Linked DNA regions of Mus musculus: region 1 is linked to region 2. The links are chromatin contacts, called in public promoter capture Hi-C maps. All regions are on one chromosome and are shown on one strand. The core of a region is the stretch at or near the end of the contact, and the rest is flanking DNA. Distances in the headings are between cores, read along the strand shown.

Region 1 (3,611 bases), core at 174-2,673, 310 kb before region 2:
AGTGACCCCATGAGATAGCCCATTTCCCACAGGACAATTGGAGGCTTAATTCTTAGCCCAAGATCACACAACAATATTCAAAATCAAGTCTTCTGGCCTCCAAAGATCAAAAGTCCTGAATTATTAGAGATCACTCATTAAATAGCTGTCAACTGACTCATCTCCATGTTTAGGTCAGCAATGCAAATGGCTGACCCACCTACAAATGGCTGACCCGCCTTTATGCATGCCCAAGCCCATTCAATCTTCTTCCTGTGCAAGGTGCCGTGGCCCAGTCTCTCTCCAGGTGAGGTTTGGACTCAACAAAGGTTTAAGGAATGTGAGCAGGTCTGCCTGTCACCTGCAAGGTCCTCTATCTGTGTCAGCAGAATACAGACACCCAGCAGCAAGCCCTTGGCTCCATGGGGCCACAGCATGAAAGTCAGCAGGTCCCCCTGAGTTGCTGTGTGAGAGGTACCCTCTCAGGGCACTGACAAACTCAATCAGGGAGGACCATGATCAAGGTGTGACTTCGACTGTGCTAAGCCACTGTGATTGACTAGGGACTAGGGACATTAGTCAGTCAGCACTCACTAACTAATATACTAGGAAGACTATGGCTTCCGTGAAATAAAAAATGGAGATTTGACCATTAGGATCTTGAAGTCTCACTTAGTTCTCTGTAGTGACAGTCTACTTGGGTGTTGGGAAGTGTCAAAGCCAGGGTGTCCTCCACACCTGAGAAATCTTGGGATTCCTATGACATTCTTTCTACCCTTCCAGCCCCTGCCCTTCACCACTCATGTTTACAGGTAGGACCAAGCTGTCTCTGCTAAGAGGCTCTTTGTCCACAGTTTTACCCATCCAAGACCCCTTTTTTCCCCATAACGCCTCTCCCGTGTGTTCTAGACAGTTCTAAGCAAACACACACTGTCTTCAACCTCAGCAGCAGTGTGGACAGCTTCTGGGGGCTCTGCTCGCTGGCCACAGCCTCCCCACCCACTTCTGCCCACCTAGTGACCTTCGTGGGAACTTAGACCCACAAAATTCTTCCGCCAAAAGGGGGGCTGAGGACAGGCCTGGATCTTGAGAAGAAAATAGAAAGGTTTGGCTCTTTGAAAAGTACTGACTTTCTGAATGATCCTCCCTTGATATCTGTAAGCCATTATGTTTAATAAACACAGGCGGGAAGAACGTCTTCTTCTGCGGCTCATGCGTTAACCCACAGAATGAAGGGGGTGTCAGTGCACAGGAAGTAGTGATGACACAGCCACACAGACCCCGAACCACTAGAGAAAAGAGTATGTGTGGAATGTCGGTTTTTTTTTTTTTTTTTTTTTTTTTTTTTTTCTGTACTGAAACTAACTTCTCCCTCTTCTGGCGTGCCAAAGCACTTCAGGGAAAGCTATTTCTGTCAGCTCACAAGCGCCATGCTCTTGGGGGCTGGAGTTGGACCTCAGTACCTCCCTGTCTGTGGCCTCACAGTGCCCTGGCCTTCAGGGGCTTGTGAATCACACACACAATAGGAAAAAACCCAAACCAAACCAAAACAGACAGGAAGAGTTGAAACTGGGCTTTTGTGTGCTGTGACAAGAGTGCAGATGTAAAGCCAAGGACTTGGTTATATTTGGTGGGAGTATTTGGTTATCTACGGTAGAGGTATTTGGCTGTGGACAGAGTGGGAGAGAGGGAAAGACGGGGATACTCGTAGAGTAGAGGCACACTATTCCTAATATTACAGTATATTTGGTTGACTATTAGAGTGGAACTGTTAGGGACTGGCCATTATTCCTCCCCTTCAGTAAATGATCCCTTTCTCTGACTTCAGGAGTAGCTGGGAACTGGCTTGAGAGACTACCCCAGCCGAGGCTATCCCAAAATCCACGTCCTGGGCTGGAGACTAGAATCCATCCTCGGAGAACCCGGGGCTAAGCCTTGCTTCCTCTCTCTCCAGCCCTCCAACTCCTGCTCTGTCTCCTGTAAGCTACAGAATCCTAGCCACTGAGGGCACGGCTGCTGGGTACCCCAGTGCATGTTGTTCTAACACCTGGCTCACAATATAAATTACCATCAATTCCAAGGGCGAAAGTCAAGGTTAATGACAAAACAAAGGAATGCATAGTTAACCAATAAAAGTGTTCTACCGCTACCCAAGATGAAATAAGGTTAATTAAAGTAATTTTCAAAAATGCTAGCAGGACCACAGTTCCGGGGAATGTGTGAGCAGGGCAGGCACGTTTGCATCCTTAAGGGACGTAAGTGATCCAGGCAGACATAGAGGATGCATCTGCAGCCACGAAGGCCAACAACGAGTTAGCTTTATTTTTGCAAGCCTCTTTTGTTTTTGACACATTCAGGCACTATTACATCTAAAATTCAGTGCCCTAAGCATTATATGCTGATTTCTATTTATAAAAGCCGAACTATAGGAAAAGTAATTGATTAAGTTAACCATTCATCCGTAGGTACTTAAGCATGAAGATCTATGGGGCCCGGCACTTGGTCATCTTCAGCCATTATTGCACAGTCTATAAGAATACAAAATGGCCGGGTTTCTATGGCACAGCTGCGACTTTGATGGATCGTGAGAAGACATGGCCACCATTTTTAATTCTGGAAATGTAAGCTTTTCTGGAGTAAATTAACCTAATCACACAGCACGAGTAAATTAATGCCAGTTCACTACCTAATTGCAAAAATAATATTAACCTGAAGAATCTAAATCTACTGGTGACACATACTCAATTTTTATAGTGTGCCCCTGACAGTTTTTCTGGGTTATATGTGGTCCTCTGCAGCGGTGGCATCTCTGCTAATTAAAAATGCTGAGAACACAAATACCACTGGCCAAGTGATAGGAAGACGTCCGTAGCGGCCATTAGGCTGTTATAATTGGGACACTACTGGGTATCTTGCATAGCTGAGTCAGTGAGAATTTCTCCAGACTTACTCCCTGGGCCATAAGGGGGATTTTTCCCCCCAAAGTAGGCCTGCTGCTTCCTGCTCTCATTTACCAGCCTGCAGTGGGAGAATCAGACACAGTGTGAGGTGACCAGTGCCTTTGGCAGCATCCTGGGCACTGGTGCCCTGGAATCCCTGAGATGGGAGGAGACTTGACTCCAGCAATCCGGAAGAGGGAGGGCCTGAACTTACAAAATTTCTCCTGGGCCTCAGCCTCAGAGCTTTCCAAGATGGGAAGCTTAAGTAGCAACTTTGGGGGCCAAGGCAGAGTAAACGCAGAGCAGAGCAGAGCGCATCAGCCGTTTGTTATCCTGTTGATGATGGAAACCAGCCACTAACTGAAGTCTCCGAGCACAGAGCCTCAGCCTCTGCAGCGGGGCCTGCACAGCCTCCTCCTGCGCTAGAAAGTTCTAACCCTTCTTTGAGCTTTTCTTGCTGAGTCTACGGCTATGCGATGGCTGTTAACTGCACAGAACCAGCCAAGGCCCCAGACAGAAGAGAACAAATGACGGAAAGTCCTGGGCCTTCCTGCGCTTCTTGCCCAAGATTTCCCGGAGCTCCCTGTGGGTTAGGGACTCCGGCTTAGGCTGTAAGAGGCTCCTAGACAAACTCCTTCTGCTTTAAATACTTTCCACATGCTCTACCGCAATTGCGGTTTGATTTTTAAGTCA
Region 2 (3,635 bases), core at 239-2,738:
AGTAACTAAGACAGAAGTTGGTTCCTAATACAACCAAGCTTCAAACATGCTATGATCCTTCTGCCTCCAGCTCCTGAATGCTGAGATTGCACACGTGTTTCAGTCATTACCGTGCTAAATCCATAAATGTTGTAAATCTTAAATGCATTGTCAAACACTGGGCAGAGTGTGCACACCTTTAATCCCAGCACTTGGGAGGCAGAGGCAGGCGGATCTCTGTGAGTTCGAAACCATCCTGGTCTACATAGAGTTCCAGGACAGCTATATATATTAAGACCATGTCTTAAATAAACACAAAACCAAACAAACAAAAACAAAATATAACAAATTCTATTGTCCTCCAATACTGTATACTAACATATTGTAGTTTAAAACCAGCTATTGAGTACTTAAAGTATAAAGTAAATGACTATTCCATTAGGGTGAATTTTTGTAGACATTACTTGAACATAGGTTTGAAATGTGCCCAGATTGCTTAAAACAATACATTAAGATCCTAGGCTTAAGCTGTATAAATATCACATATTCAATTCTCAATCTCCAGGGCTAAATGCTCTCATAGTAAAGTTTTTGTACTTTTTTTTTTTTTGGTTTTTCAAGACAGGGTTTCTCTGTGTATTCTTGGCTGTCCTGGAACTCACTTTGTAGACCAGGCTGGCCTTAAACTCAAAAATCTGTGAGTTCCAAGACAGCCAGGGGTATAAGGAGAAACGCTGTCTCGAAAAACAAACAAACATACAAAAAGCAAAACAAACGATGGTTGCATGTATTATAGTTTGGGTGCAATTTTAGGTCATTAAATACCAATGATGCAAAAAAAAAAAAAAAAAAAAAACAATGATGCAGCACTCAGAGATACGAGTCTAAGATAAGACATTGCATTTTGGCAAGTTTTGTTCAGGAGGTCAGTGTAGCTATGGAATATAGTCATGGACAACTTTTCTAGGAGGATGCTGGATGGTCCAAGATTCGCTGAGTCTTTCTTTTTTGTCCTTAGATTTATTTATTTTATTTTATGACTGTTTTGGCTTCCTGGATGTATGTGCACCACGTGAGTGCTAGGGCAGAAGAGGGTGGTGACTGGAGTTAAAGGCAGTTGTGAGCTACTGTATGGATGCTGGGAGCCAGGTCCTTTGCAAGGGCAAAAAGTGCTCTCAGCCTTGAGCCATGCACACAGGTGGGTGAGAGCCAGCTCAGATGATCTATAGGAACCGGACATATCTTTGGCAGACTCTCATAGCTTTCTCCTCATCGTACATGAAAACACATTTTTTAAAAAGTTACGGAGATATTAAAAATATTGTTATAGCAAACAGTATATGCCCTCCATCGAGATCCTGCTAACATCTAGTCATGCTTGTTTGTTATTGGCTTCTCTCATCTTGATTCCTCACTGCTGGGTAGGGAGAAAGACCCGCTAGCTAGGTGGCCTTTCCTACGTTAAGGCTGGCAGTGGCGGGTGGGGGTGGGGGGCGGCGGCGGGCGCGCAGGGCGGGGCGGGGCGCTGCGTGCGCTGGACGCGGGGCTGCGCTCCTCGGGTTCGCTCTTAGGCGCTCGTCGCCGCCGCGCCTTGAGTCAGCAAACTCCGCCGTGCTCCGGGCCGGGCGTTCAGAACCGCGTGTGAGTAAACTGAGCCTTAGGGAGGGAGTCGGGTGGCGGGCGCCGCGCCTGCCCCGGCACCTGCTCAGCTCGGCTGGGGACGCCGGGGCTGCTGGAGCGAGCAGGTTCTCTCCCCGACCCCCACTTCTTTCCGAATACAAGGCCAGGCACCTTTGAGTTTAGAGGCTGGGAGGGCCAGGGGAGGTTTTTTTTTTTTTTTTTTCTCTTTCATGGGATTGTGGGATTGATGGAAAAGGCCGCGGAGGAAACCCACGCTGATGAGCTGATGATCGGGTTTGCTGAGATTGGGAAGCAACAGCCTGTTTTATCGGTTCTGGACACATCACACTCCTTTGCTAAAATTACAAGTATTGTTAAGGGGATGGTCACGGGATGTCTGCTTCCGCAAAGCACAGGCGCGTGGAGAGCGATGGATCAGAAATTGAGAACACTGATCTCAATTTTCGTGATCTCCATCAACCCTTTTAGTTTGCGACAGGGGAAACCAAGGTCTGCAAGGGTGGAGCAGCATGCACCCGGTGGGAGGGGTGTGTGAAAATCCCTCTCGTCCGGGGAGTGGGCTTGTGGGAGTGGCCGGAAGTGGGCTGGGGGTATTATGGAACTCCTTCAACCAGTGGCCAATCGGGGGGGGGGGGGGAGGGGGGCTTTTCTGGAGGAGGAGAAGGAGGAGGTTAAGTATCCTGGCAACAATCAAGCGTGACTTCGCTTGATTCCTGTCGCTAAGGCAAGGATACAACGGGACAGTCATTCGGGTTGCACCCAACCTCTCCGTGTCTTCCTCCCTTCTGATCCTGGGAATAGGCCCATGGTCTTGAGCATGTCATTAGCAAGCATTTTACCACTGCGCTGCACCCCAGCTCCCGTTTATTTTTAAAGGAGTGGTTGACTGACAGACTGTTTTGAATAGCGATATAAGTGTAGATATATTTAGAAGTGACTGTGTGGAGATGTTCAAGACCTCATTAGCAGTTTCCTCAAGTTATCCAGACCATCCATCCCGGGTTCTGTCAGTGCATTCTTAGCTACAGACACGGGCCTGACTGGCACTGCCCTAAAGAAGGTGTGCCCATGGTGGTGGTGGGGTGGGGTTGCAGCCTTCTGGCCTGCGTGCTTCTTTCTCCACTGCTCTGAACTGTTACCCACTTCCTTTACTTCACTGATGGGAAGACCTTCCGAGTTTGGGGTCTTGAAATAAGCGCCATCATGCTTTCTGTGTTAAAGTGTTTCCTTTGCCACACAGTCCTCATTTCTCTCTCTCTCTTAGTCCAGGCATGGCACTACTTTCATTTTTGAGTTAAGCAATTGGGGAACTAGTTTGTTTTTCCTCTTTTGGTATTGGGGCTGGGATGTAACAACCACCTGAGAATAGGGTCCAGCCTATAAAAGAAGGGCCTTGGCTGAAGTGATGGTGGCCAAGTGGAATGTCCCTTAGATTTTAGGGCTGTTATTTATCACCAAAGGACTTTTTTTTTTTTTTTTGAAATATAATAGGTATGAGTTAACATTTAAGCTCTCTATACCATGTTCCAGCTAGAAGCTATATAGGACATTGTGTTAGCCACAACTTCTGGTTTCAGACCCTTCTGAGTTGAATTCTTGGTGCCCTTGTTTGCTACTTAAGTCATTGCTGGCAGGTCAGGTCAGGCGTGATGGTGCATATCTGTAATCAGGACACTTGGGAGGTGGCAGCAAGAGGATCAGGGGTTTCAGGCCATCCTTATGAGTCCTTGTCTCAAAAATGACAAAACTCTGTCCTGGAGCTCACGATGTAGATCTGGCTTACCTTGAACTAAGAGATCTCCTTGCCTCTGCTTCCCAAGTGCTGCTCTTAAAGGTGTTACCACGCTAGGCCTGAAGCCAGCCCTGAGCCACACGAGAGTCTCCCTCAAAAGTAATGAATTCATCAATAGCAACAATAGTGTCGGATATGGTGGCTCAACACCTGGAGGGTTTCTTTTTTTGAGGCTATGTCTCACGTGGTCCAGCCTGCTCTCTAACTTGCAGTGTGGGAGAGG

What was found. Promoter capture Hi-C pulls out the DNA fragments that hold promoters and counts their contacts.
Region 1: a promoter capture Hi-C map of 3T3-L1-derived adipocytes shows a contact between it and region 2, with 6 times the contacts expected there. The contact joins the enhancer-like site here to the promoter of Snx10 in region 2. A contact is called at or near these places in 13 of 39 promoter capture datasets (the 3T3-L1 cell line, 3T3-L1-derived adipocytes, cranial neural crest and 7 more), 1 of 15 datasets of contacts at CTCF or cohesin (embryonic stem cells), 32 of 484 Hi-C or Micro-C datasets (the AML12 cell line, the C2C12 cell line, CD4 T cells and 20 more), 13 of 115 datasets of contacts at active chromatin or transcription factors (bone marrow-derived dendritic cells, craniofacial prominence, embryonic basal ganglia and 6 more) and 2 of 9 other capture datasets (adipose tissue and liver).

The regions. Positions count from the first base shown.
Region 1 is chr6:51,210,253-51,213,863 of GRCm38.p6, forward strand. No RefSeq gene overlaps it. Among named protein-coding and RNA genes, the nearest start is that of Gm32403, 4.7 kb to the left of the region's middle. Within about 2 kb of position 1,424, at least 36 of the 459 cell types and tissues checked have an H3K27ac peak or open chromatin away from gene starts, as enhancers often do. A contact at or near this core is called in 3T3-L1-derived adipocytes, the C2C12 cell line, adipose tissue and 2 more, where this site is marked.
Region 2 is chr6:51,522,415-51,526,049 of GRCm38.p6, forward strand. Snx10 (sorting nexin 10) reads left to right here and starts at 1,489. Exons shown (of 7, transcript NM_001127349.1): 1 at 1,489-1,620.